Linked DNA regions of Pan troglodytes: all the other regions are linked to region 1. A link is a contact called in public HiChIP or PLAC-seq data. All regions are on one chromosome and are shown on one strand. Each heading gives the region's core, a stretch centred on a gene start, on an enhancer-like site or on the middle of the called end of the contact. The rest is flanking DNA. Distances are from core to core; before and after follow the strand shown.

What was found. HiChIP or PLAC-seq counts read pairs in DNA pulled down with a chosen protein or histone mark.
Region 2: an H3K4me3 HiChIP or PLAC-seq map of stem cell-derived excitatory neurons shows a contact between it and region 1, with 4 times the contacts expected there. The contact joins the promoter of FAAP20 here to the promoter of PEX10 in region 1. A contact is called at or near these places in 1 of 7 Hi-C or Micro-C datasets (stem cell-derived neural progenitor cells) and 1 of 1 datasets of contacts at active chromatin or transcription factors (stem cell-derived excitatory neurons).
Region 3: a contact with region 1 is called in an H3K4me3 HiChIP or PLAC-seq map of stem cell-derived excitatory neurons, with 4 times the contacts expected there. The contact joins the promoter of PRXL2B here to the promoter of PEX10 in region 1. A contact is called at or near these places in 1 of 7 Hi-C or Micro-C datasets (stem cell-derived neural progenitor cells) and 1 of 1 datasets of contacts at active chromatin or transcription factors (stem cell-derived excitatory neurons).

What each region holds. Positions count from the first base shown.
Region 1 is chr1:229,576,422-229,580,009 of NHGRI_mPanTro3-v2.0_pri, forward strand. PEX10 (peroxisomal biogenesis factor 10) reads left to right here and starts at 1,914. Exons shown (of 6, transcript XM_063806042.1): 1 at 1,914-3,588.
Region 2 is chr1:229,805,724-229,809,311 of NHGRI_mPanTro3-v2.0_pri, forward strand. FAAP20 (FA core complex associated protein 20) reads left to right here and starts at 1,993. Exons shown (of 4, transcript XM_016952481.3): 1 at 1,993-2,098; 2 at 2,668-2,803; 3 at 2,891-3,162. The coding sequence starts at 2,037.
Region 3 is chr1:229,396,621-229,400,208 of NHGRI_mPanTro3-v2.0_pri, forward strand. PRXL2B (peroxiredoxin like 2B) reads right to left here and starts at 1,756. Exons shown (of 7, transcript XM_001151207.5): 1 at 1,535-1,756; 2 at 1,188-1,392; 3 at 691-742; 4 at 30-93. The coding sequence starts at 1,687.

The DNA of each region.
Region 1 (3,588 bases), core at 664-3,163:
GCCCAGCCAAGGCCTATAGCCAAGGCTTGAACCGTGGGGGACCCCCAAGCCCCACCTGCCCAGGAACAGCAGACACTGGGACACTTTGTTTCGGGTCCTGCCCAGGCCCCTCCCACTGTGAGGCTGGGATTTGTCGCCCAGGGTGCAGATGAGAAGAGTGGGGAAAGCAGTCCTGAGCCAGGACAGCGGTGGGGGATGCCTCCTAGAGCAGGCCCTCCCGTCAGGGGCCCATCCTAGAACCCAGTGTGAATCCAAAGGAGCCGAAGCCTCCTCCTCAGAATCAGACGTGGAGCCATGAACCCAGGGGCCAGAGCGGCAGCTCAAACTGTTATCTAAGCATTGACCAGAACACATGATCACCTCAGCGGCTCCACGTGGGCGATGCCAGGTTGCCTGGTCCACGGATGAGGGGTTCAGCCCAAGGTGCTCAACCCAATCAGAGGGCAGGCTCTGTGTCCAGGAGACATGGGTGCACCCGCGGGGTCAGAACTCCAAAGGGGCGCGGGGGCGCTGGGAGGTTTGGTAGCCAGAGGGCCTGCGGGGCGGGGCCACCCAGGCCATGCCCCTTCCCTGTAAGAGGGGCCATTCCTGCAGGGTGGGGCTCTGGCTTTGTGACTGGGCTGTGCCAGTCTGGGCATGATCCCACAGCTGAGCTCCTGTAGATGGAACCAGAGGTGAGGCAAGGAACTGGAGGCCCTCCCCACTGAGGTCAGCGGGGCGCAGACGCCCCCTTGTCGTGCCCTGCCTTCCTCCTGCAATCCTGCAGGACTCTCCAGGGCCCAGTGCTGCCCTTGGGGCCAAAAAACAGGGCCTTCTCCTTCACCTGCCCTGCAGCCATTCAGGTATGTGCCAGGCATCTCCTGCCCTCCCTGGCCAGGCGGCCCCAGAGGCACAGGCCGCAGACACCGCAGGCGACCTGCGCGGGCCTCCAGTTCCCGCCCCAGCCCTTCCCGCCCCCAGCTCAGGGCAGGTCCAGCTGTGGCCAGCGGCTGGGGAAGGTTCTGTCCCCTCCAGGTGTGCGGCCTTGGCAAGTGCTTCAGGCCTCCCTCCGCTCGTCCCCTGGGAGCAGAGGGATCGGAGCGCCTGCGATGTGGTTCCCCAGAGCACCTGCGGGGCTCAGGCCAGGCAGGGTGGAGGGTGGAGGGTGGAGGGTGGAAGGCCACCTTCCGCCCGCCCTGGAACCACGCGGCGGCCTCCCGGCTGCCCCCCACCCGCCAGGCCCTGCCTCCCGTGGGCACCAGGGGGGCGTCCACAACAAGCCGGCCGTGTGCTTTTCGCTCAGGATTACTGGGGAAGGCGGCTGCTCGGGGCCTGGAAGGTCCCGGGTCTCGCCTCGTGCCCCTCTGGCCCCCAAACCGACCGGCTCCCCGGAACTGGCCAACCCGCGCTGAGAGCCCGCGCAGCTCAGAGGGCGCGAGGGCGGGACCGCCGCGGCCGGCGCTGGGAGCTCGGCTTCCCGGAGACCCAAGCGAAAGCCTCCGTCTCCCCAGCCGTAAATGGGCCTGCAGCGTCTCCACTCCGCAGCGCTGTCCCCAGTGGGAGGGCGGCCCGTGGACGTGCAGGGAGCAGAGCAGGGGCCCCTGGCAGCGTAGGACCCCGGGGGCGCCGCAGCCACGCGGCCGCGAGCCCGTCCCGCTGCCTCGCCAGCGCCCCTCGCGCGTGCCCCGCCCCCACCTCGGCTCGCGGGCCCCGCCCCGCTCCGCCCCGCCCTGCGCCTCCGACTATCTTCCCGCTGCCCCGCCCCGCGCTGCGCTGGTTCGGACTCCAGCCCCGCTTCCGCCCGGGCCCTGGCCCCGCCTCCAGCCCCAGTCCGGCCCCGCCCCAGCACCTTGACGCAGAGGTCTGCGCCGCACGCAGAGCCACGTCGTGCCGTCATCAGTTCTCGCCCGTCTGGGCGTGGGCGTGGCCGGCGTGGCTTCTCGGGACCACCCGAACCCGCGGCCATGGCCCCGGCCGCCGCCAGCCCCCCGGAGGTGATCCGCGCGGCGCAGAAGGACGAGTACTACCGCGGTGGGCTGCGGAGCGCGGCGGGCGGCGCCCTGCACAGCCTGGCGGGTGAGGGCCGGGCGCGGCCGGACGTCCTCGCGAGCGGCCCAGGGGGTGTTGCCCCTCATGGAGGCGGGGTGTCTGCCGTGTGTGGTCACGGTCGCCTGGGCCCGTCCCACAACCTGGGACCCGGCAGTCTCCTTCGCCTGCCCTGCGGCCATTCAGGGATGTGCGGGGCACCTCCTGCCCTCCCTGACCAGGTGGCGCCAGAGGCACAGGCCGCAGACACCGCGGGGGACCTGCGTGGGCCTCCAGTTCCCGCCCAAGCCCTTCCCGTCCCCAGCTCAGGGCAGGTCCAGCTGACGCCAGTGGCTGGGGAAGACTCTGTGCCCTCCAGGTGTGAGGCCTTGGCAAGTGCTTCAAGCCTCCCTCCGATCCTCCCCTGTGAGCAGACGGGTCAGAGCGCCCGCGGCGCGAACGCCTCATACCTCGGTCCCGTTCACACTGACCCCGGCCTTTCCTAGGCCTGAGCAGCAGCCCAGGCCCCTCGCCCTGCTGACCGCAGTGTAGGCTCAGCCAGGCCCTGCCTGCCTCACCAGGCCGTGAGCTGAGTACGGAAGCCAGTGTACTCAATGAAGCAGCACCTGTCATCCCAGCAGTTTGGGAGGCAGAGGCGGGAGGATCGCTTGAGCCCAGGAGTTTGAGACCAGCCTGGGCAACATGGCAAGACCCCGTCTCTACAAAAAATCTGAAAATTAGCCAGACGTGGTGGCGGCATCTGTAATCCCAGCTCTTCAGGAGGCTGAGGCAAGAGAATCGCCTGAGCCCGAGGGATGAGGCTGCAGTGAGCCATGATTGTGCCGCTGCACTCCAGCCTGGGCGACAGGGCCAGACCCCATCACCGATTAAAAAACGAAAAAAAAAAAGATGCCAGGTGTGGTGGCTCACGCCTGTAATCCCAGCACTTTGGGAGGCCGAGGCGGGTGGATCACTTGAGGTCAGGAGTTCGAGACCAGTCTACGCAACATGGTGAAACCCCATCTCTACTAAAAATACAAAAATCAGCAGGGCGTGGTGGCGCGTGCGTGTAATCCCAGCTACTTGGGAGGCTGAGACAGAATCACTTGAACCCGGGAGGTGGAGGTTGCAGTAAGCCAAGATCGTGCCACTGCACTCGTCTGGGCAACAGAGTGAGACTCCATCTCAAAAAAAAAAGGCAAAGCCATCAAGTCTTTGGGGGGTGGGGCAGGCAGTCGTTAAAGGCATGAACTCCCAGCAGAACGTTTCAGGGAGCAGTGGCACTAGAGCCCAGTGGTGGGGGTGTCGTGGCCACAGGAACAGTGCCATGGGACAGGAAGAGCATGGGTAAATATCAGAGGACAGCCAGGCTCCGTGCCGGGAGGCCCATGGGTGTCAGGTGGGCAGCCATTGGTGGATTCTGAACAGGAGAGTGACATGATGAGAATTTTTTGTGTGTGTACTTACTTGTTTTACAATACACTTGGCACTTAACCCTGTGCCAGACACTGTTCCCAGTGTTTTACAAATATTGAATCTTCAAACATCCCTCCAAGTAGGACTTAATACTCTTCTGATAGATGA
Region 2 (3,588 bases), core at 743-3,242, 230 kb after region 1:
CCTAGGCTCAAGTGGTTTTCGTGCCTCGGCCACCCAAGTAGCTGGGATTAAAGGTGTGCACCACCATGCCCGGCTAATTTTTGTATTTTTAGTAGAGATGGGGTTTCTGCATGTTGGCCGGGCTGGTCTCAAACTCCTGGCCTCAAGTGATCCTCCCGACTTGGCCTCCCAAAGTGCTGGGATTGCAGGCTTGAGCCACCACACCTGGCCTATTTTTTTTTTTTTTTTTTGAGTTGGGGTCTAGAGTGCAGTGGCACGATCTTGGCTCACTGCAGCCCCCACCTCCCTGGGCTCAGGTGATCCTCCCACCTTAGCCACCCAAGTAGGTGGGACCACAGGCACATGCCACCATGCCCAGCTAATTTTTTATTTATAGAGACAAGGTCTTGCCATGTTGCCCAGGCTGGTCTCAAACTCCTGGGCTCAAGCAATCTGCCTGCCTGGACCTCCCCAAGTCCTAGAATTACAGGCATGGGCTGCTGGGCCTGGCCTTTTCTCCTGTCTTGGGAGGCTGGGACCAGTCTTCCTGGAAGTACCCAAGGCCCTCCTGCAGACCATGGTGACATTTCCAGGAAAGACCCAGAAGCTCGGAGCTGAAGCCAGGGCAGCCAGGACTGTCGGGGAGCCCTGGACACTGGCTGTCTGAGAGCGCTTGGTCAGCTGGCACCTGCCATTTGCTGGACGTGGGGCTGCGGAGACCCCACGGCTGGGCTTCTCTCGCCTGAGAGCAGGCCCAGCCACAGGCTACCTCCCACAGGGCCCCCTGAGACCACACTGCCTGCAGCAGCTCCCCCAGGCCCCCTCCCCCTGCCCGGGCAGCACTCAGCACTGCATCTCCATCTGCTCACTCAAGTCGCAGGGCCTGGGGGTTGGTGCCTCCATCTTGTTCTGCTGGGGGCCTCCCGCATCTAGAGCAGGAACGTGTGCGGAAGAAAACCACTCATGCAGGGAGAGGGGGACCTCCCAGTCCAGGCCCTGCTGCTGACCCTTTCCCTGAACACCAACCCATGGCCTCCAGGCTGGGGCCCCTTGAAGGACGGTGGGCCACTCGGGTGGCCTGGGTTCAGGGCCGGGCTCCACAGCTGAGTTCTGGAGGGAGGGCACAGACGACTGGGGGCTGGGAGGGGCCAGGTGAGGGGTAGGAACAGCCAGGGAGCCCTGCAGGAGGGGTGCCCAGCATAGCCCCAAAGCTTCTGGGGCTGGGCAGGGCAGAAACTGCCAAGGAGTCCCAGAGCCCCGAGTGGCGTCTGGTGAGGGCCCCTGACCCTGATCTCTGTAGACCCCACTCCTTCCGTGAGGGTGGCAGCCACTCCAGGGCCCAGCAGGGCCGAGGGAGAGGCAAGTGGCCTGGGCCCATGGGGCACTGGGCACAGCCAAGTGTGGCACCAGGGTGCCTGGGCAGCTGCTGCCACCACGTGGCCGACTTTGAGGTCGCAGAGCCCGGGGTCCAGGCAGGAAAGCCCCTCAGCTGCCCCCAGGGCCCTGGCCCAGGCCCCTGGCCCAGGCCCCTGAGGCCCAAGTGAGTCACCTGGACTTTGTCACTTCGCCTCTGGTTTCTTGGTTAAGGAGCTTGAGTTCCCCGCCTTTTGTAAAGAAACGGTGGTGGCGACGGCGGATTTCAAGCTTTATTTACTCCTGGAATGGTCCTGGGAGGAGAGGCGGCTCCGCAGAGCCGGAAACGGGGGCGGGAGCTGTTGGGTGCAGCCGGGAGGAGGCAGGTGCCGGGGCGGGCCGGGCAGCCATCGGGGTAACGGAGGGGGCTCCGGCCCGGGGGCTGCCCGGACGGGAAAGGGGACACGGGCGGGGCTCCCCCACCTGGGCCCCCCACCCTCACGCCAGGCCCCCCTGTGCGGTGCAGGACGAAGGAACCCTGGCCTCAGTTTCCCTACAGGCTGGGATCAGGGCCCCTGGGGTTCCGACTGCCTCGGAGGGGGGCGGCCTCACTGCAGAGGTCTGGAGGAGGGGCCTGGGGCGGGGGCGGGGCCTGGAGGGGCGGGGGCGGGGCTTGCGCTCACTTCCGCCCGGCGCGGGCTTGGATGGAGGCGGCGCGGAGGCCGCGGCTGGGGTTGAGCCGCCGGAGGCCGCCCGCGGCGGGCGGGTGAGGCCGGGGGCCGGGCGGGGGCGCGGCCGGTTTTCCCGCTCCCACGTGCTTCCCGGCGCCCCCGCGGGCCTCCCGCTCTATTCGTCCCGTGGGGAGGGCTCCCTGCCCCCGGGCCCGGCCCCCACGCCCGTCGCCCCACCCCGCGCCGCCATTCAGCGCCCGCCTTGAGCCCCCACCCCACCTCGAGCTTCCCCCGCGCCGCCCCAGGCCCTCCCGCGCCTCTCCCATCATCGCGTCTCCCCTGAGCACCCCCCCATCTAACCCTCTATCTTCCCCAGGCCCTCCGCAATCTCCCCAACCATCGCCTCATCCCGCTGAGGACCCCATATTTCCACCCACCCACCCCGCTCCCCCACCCCCAGTACCCCTCATCTCCGCACTGTCTGCCCCAGCAGCCCTTCCCCCAACCCTGCCGGCCACCTCCCGCACCATCGAATTTCCCTCTAGTACCCCCCATCTCCCCGCTGTCTCTGCCCCAGGCCCTCCCGGGTCTCCCCCACCATAGCGTTTCCCCTACTGAGTACCCCCTGTCTGCCTTCTCTGTCTGCCCCCTCTGTCTGCCCCAGGCCTTCTGGCGGCCGCCCCTGGTTTCTCCTGGGGGGTGAGGAGCGGGAGCGGCTCTGGGCCGAGCTACTGCGCACGGTGAGCCCGGAGCTGATCCTGGATCACGAGGTGCCTTCACTGCCCGCCTTCCCAGGACAGGTGTGCCCACCGGGCCCATCGTAGCGGTGGAGGGGTTTCCAGGGCGGGAGCCACCGCTGGGCAAGGCCCAACAACTCTGTGTTGCAGGAGCCCAGGTGCGGCCCGGAGCCCACTGAAGTCTTCACTGTCGGAACCAAGACCTTTTCCTGGACACCCTTTCCGCCGGACCTGTGGGGCCCGGGCCGTTCCTACCGGCTGCTTCACGGGGCAGGAGGGCACCTGGAATCCCCCGCCAGGTCCCTGCCCCAGCGCCCGGCACCTGATCCCTGCAGGGCCCCCAGGGTGGAGCAGCAGCCGTCTGTGGAGGGTGCCGCGGCCCTGCGCAGCTGCCCCATGTGCCAGAAGGAGTTCGCCCCCAGGTGAGTAGGCCACCCCTGCGCCCGGCCCGGTTGTCCATCTGTGTTTGGAAACCACAGCCGTTCAGAAGGTCAAGAGGTGGCCGAGCTCAGCGCTGGCTTTTAAAGCCCTGTTTCACACTGGAAAGGTGGCCCAGTGCTGTGGCCTGGCATGTCCAGGTGGCTCTCTGTCACGGGTCTGGGGTCCACCTGCTTGCCGTGCTCTGTGGGCAGGGCAGGCTGGGGGCCCACAGAACAGCACAGAAGGAAGGCTGGGCGCACTGGCCCCGGGTCCACCTGGCCATCCTGGAATCTGGTGGCACCAGCGTCCCCAGGCCCAGAGCACAGGAACACCTTCCCGAGAGTGGGTCATGGGTTTTAAAAATGAAGATCATCTTTTTTGTCTGGAGATGCTTTTTCTTATTTTTGAAACCCAATGTATATTTTTAT
Region 3 (3,588 bases), core at 506-3,005, 180 kb before region 1:
CGGCCTGTACACCCTTGACCCACACAAACCTTGGCAGCCACATCACGCACGGGCTTCCCCAGAGCTGCTGGGAGGATGCTCAGGCTGTTGTACCTGCGAAGACACCAGGTCGCTTGGCCAGACTCCGGAGAAGCCTGGGTCCAGAGCCTGCTCCAGTGTCCATGAGACCAGTTCCTAGGTCAGGCCCCACCCCACCCACCCGCCTCACCAGGGCTCAGAGATGGCACAGGCGACCAGATCAGTAGCCAGCCCAGCCCACCGGCAGGTTGGACACCGAGCCCAGCGGCTGCTAGCCGAGGGCCCACAGAGGGTGCAGGGAGCATGCATGGGGCCCCAGGCTGGGTGTGCCCAGGGATCTGGCTCAGCTGGCAACTGCCAAGCAAAGGAAGCAGCCTGTGGCACAGACACCAGAAAGCTAGGATGGCCCCTGATGGGGCACGAGGCTCCACCCCACGAGGTGGTCTGGACACCGAGAGTAAGCCCCGGAAGAGGTGGCTCATTACAGTCACCCAGCACCCAAGAGAAGGCCTGGCAGAAGGGCTGGTCAACAGTGCCACCAGAGCCGCCTTGCCCAGGAAGGCCCGAGTGGACAGCACCACAGCGGGCAGCAGGGAGAGGAGGTGGCAGGGAGTGGTGGGCACCCCTGGGTCCCCCACCCCACGCTACCCAAGGGTGCCCGCCCCCACTCACCGCTTGAAGCCTAGCTCCTTGTAAAGCTGCTTGCTCTCATCCAGGTAGAGCTCTGGAAAGCGGAAGCCACATGTGTGTGCCCCAGGAGCAGAACCAGCCCCCAACCCACTCACCACCAAGAATCGCCCTCCTCCTTCCGACCCTCTGTTCCTCTGCCCACCCTCCGTGCTCAGCCCACCCCCGCAGGGCCGGGAGGGGTAAAACGGGGCTGAGTGTCCCCCCTCCCCTCAGAAGAGGGGCTGAGTCCCAGAGGCAACAGGTGGAGCCGGCGGGGCAGAGCTCGTCCAGACTCTGCTGCTGGGCCCAGGTCTGTGCAGGGCACCACCCAGCCACCAGCTGCGGGGCGGGGAGGCAGGGAGAGATGAGGGACGCTGACCCGTGGGCATATCAAGGCCGCTCCAGCAGACAGAAGGGCCGGGGTTGGGCAAGAAAGGGCCCCGAACGCCCTGAGCTTAGGGAAGGGTATCTGCGCCGCCGCGGCGGGGAACAGGACGCACCTCCCTTGAAGTAGTCGCCGTCCAGGAACTCCTGCAGACCCAGGGCCTCGGGCCCTACGCCCACCAGGCGCACGCCGTGCTGGTCCAGGAGTCCAGCAAGGCTGCTGAGGTCCTGGGCGATCCAGCGGCACACCACGCACCCGAAGCGCCGCAGCCCGGCCACCACGCACGCGCGCTCCCGCCACAGGCTCCGCAGCTCCACGGCCTGCCGGGCGGCTGGGTCATGGGCGCGCCCCGTTGCCCCCAGCCCCGCCCCAGCCCCGCGGCCCCCACCACCCCATCGCTGCCAGGACGCCCGGGCAAGGAGCCAGGGACGCGCCCACCGCCCTGCGTCCACCCGGCCTCACCTCCCCGGTCACCGCATGCTTCAGGATGCACGCGCCCACGCGGGCAAGGTCCACCGTGCTCATGGCGGCCGCTGCCAGCCCTGGTTCCCGGCTCCCTGACTCCCGGTTCCCCGCTCCCGGCTCCTCGCTCCTGGATCCCCGCTCCCGGCTCATAGATCCAGCCCCAAGCCCCGCCCCGAGATGCCCCGGTCCCGCCTCTCTCGCTGCCGCCGAGGCCCCGCCCCTTCGGGCTCGTCTCCGCCCCGGGCCCGCCCCCAAGATGGCCGCAGCGCGCCCCGGCCACGCCTCTGGCCACGCCCCCGACCGCGCCCCGAGCCCTGCTCCGCCCCCTCGGATTCGCCCCTAGTCCCGCCTTGTTTCCCCTCCTACTCCAGGCTAAGCCTCGAGATCGCGGCGCCAAATCCCGGGTCCGCGTGCTTGGGTCCCTCCCGCCTCCTCAATCCGGGCCTTGCGGGACAGTTGCTGTCCCGCGTCCCGGTCCCGCCCCTAGCCCCGCCTTTCCGTTGGGCCGCCGACTTGGACCACGTCGGCCATTGGCGCAGCAGGCGGAGCTGGGCGGTGCGGCCCTCGGTGCGCGGTGCGCCTGTGCGGAATGCGGCGGGAGGCGGGCAGCCGGCTCGGGGTGGTCCCGGGGGGCGCCGGGGAGCGGCTGGGTACGGTGGGCCCAGGGGTGGTCCAGGGAGCGGCGGGGGTCTCCCTGCGGCCTCGCGCGAGACTGGGCTGGACTCAGGGTTGAGGGGAGAGGGTGAGCGCAGGGGTCGCGGGCATAGGGGACCGCGGGCCGGGGTCTCCCGCGGGGCGGGGATCCCAGCAGTGGGATGGGGGGGGGTGGTGCGAGGGCTTAGCCTTTCCACGTGGCCTGGTTTTCGCTTGAAAATCCCCGCAAATGCGGCAGCATCTCAATTATACATGGACGCGATGTCTTTAATCATAAAATACTGTTCATATCGTGCCGGTTGCATATCAGCTTTTAACTCGCCAAACCTTGGGGCGAAATAGACCCCGGGGAGATAAGCACAGCTCCCAGAAGTGCACTGCGGGTCAGGTGCCTGGCAGATGCGTCCTGTTCCTCCCCGACTGCAGCCCTGTGATAGCTTTTGTCACCGAGTTGGGGTGAGGGCTGGGTCACAGCTTTACCCGGCCTGGGCTCCCACCTGGGCGGGCCCAGCCTGGCAGAGTCTGTGCTGCTGGCACGGGTCCTCACTCCCCAGGCCCCAGGACAGCTCCAGGGGCCTGGGCGGGCTGGAGAAGGAAGGGGGAGCCCCCACACTGTATTCCAAATAAAGGGAGGCCCGGGGGGGTGCTGCTGCTTCGCCTGTGCCCTCGCCCTGGGGTGGTGAAGGTCCAGACTGGGAAACGGAAGTCGTTACTATGTCAGAAAGGGCAAAAAGCAAAACGAGGAAGGGGAAGCACGAGGAGGGAGAAGCTGTGGCAGCTCCAGAGCCCAGGAGTGCAGCCCCCAGAGACCAGGACTACCCCTCTACCGTCTCGGGCTGTGCAGGAGGGGCCTTCTACCCTCTGGAGTTGTGCAGGAGGGGGCCCCTCTACCATCTGGGGCTGGGCAGGAAGGGCCCCCCCCCCCCCCACCGTCTCAGGCTGTGCAGGAGGGGGCCCCTCTACTGTCTCGGGCTGTGCAGGAGGGGGCCCCTCTATCTTCTGGGGCTGTGCTGGAGGGGGCCCCTCCACTGTCTCAGGCTGTGCAGGAGAGGGCCCCTCTGCCGTCTGGGGCTGTGCAAGCAGTGAGCAAGCTGCCGCCTCCTTGGGAGCTGGGATCCCAGACGGGATTCAGCCATTTTCAGAGACGTTCCCAGAAACGAGAATGCGAGATCAATTCCTCGCCTGGCATCTCCCACCAGCGCCATCGCTGCAGGAGCCTCACTGGAAGCCAACGGGCAGAGGAGAGTGGGAAAGGAGCTTGCAGCCTCCCAGCTCCAGTGATGCAGAGCAGAAGGTGGCTGGGAGGCTGAGAAGCCGTAAGAAAATAGCAGGGCCAGCCCATGTGGCCGCTTAGATACATGCTATGTGTGTGTTTGCATATATGTAGGGGCTGAAAA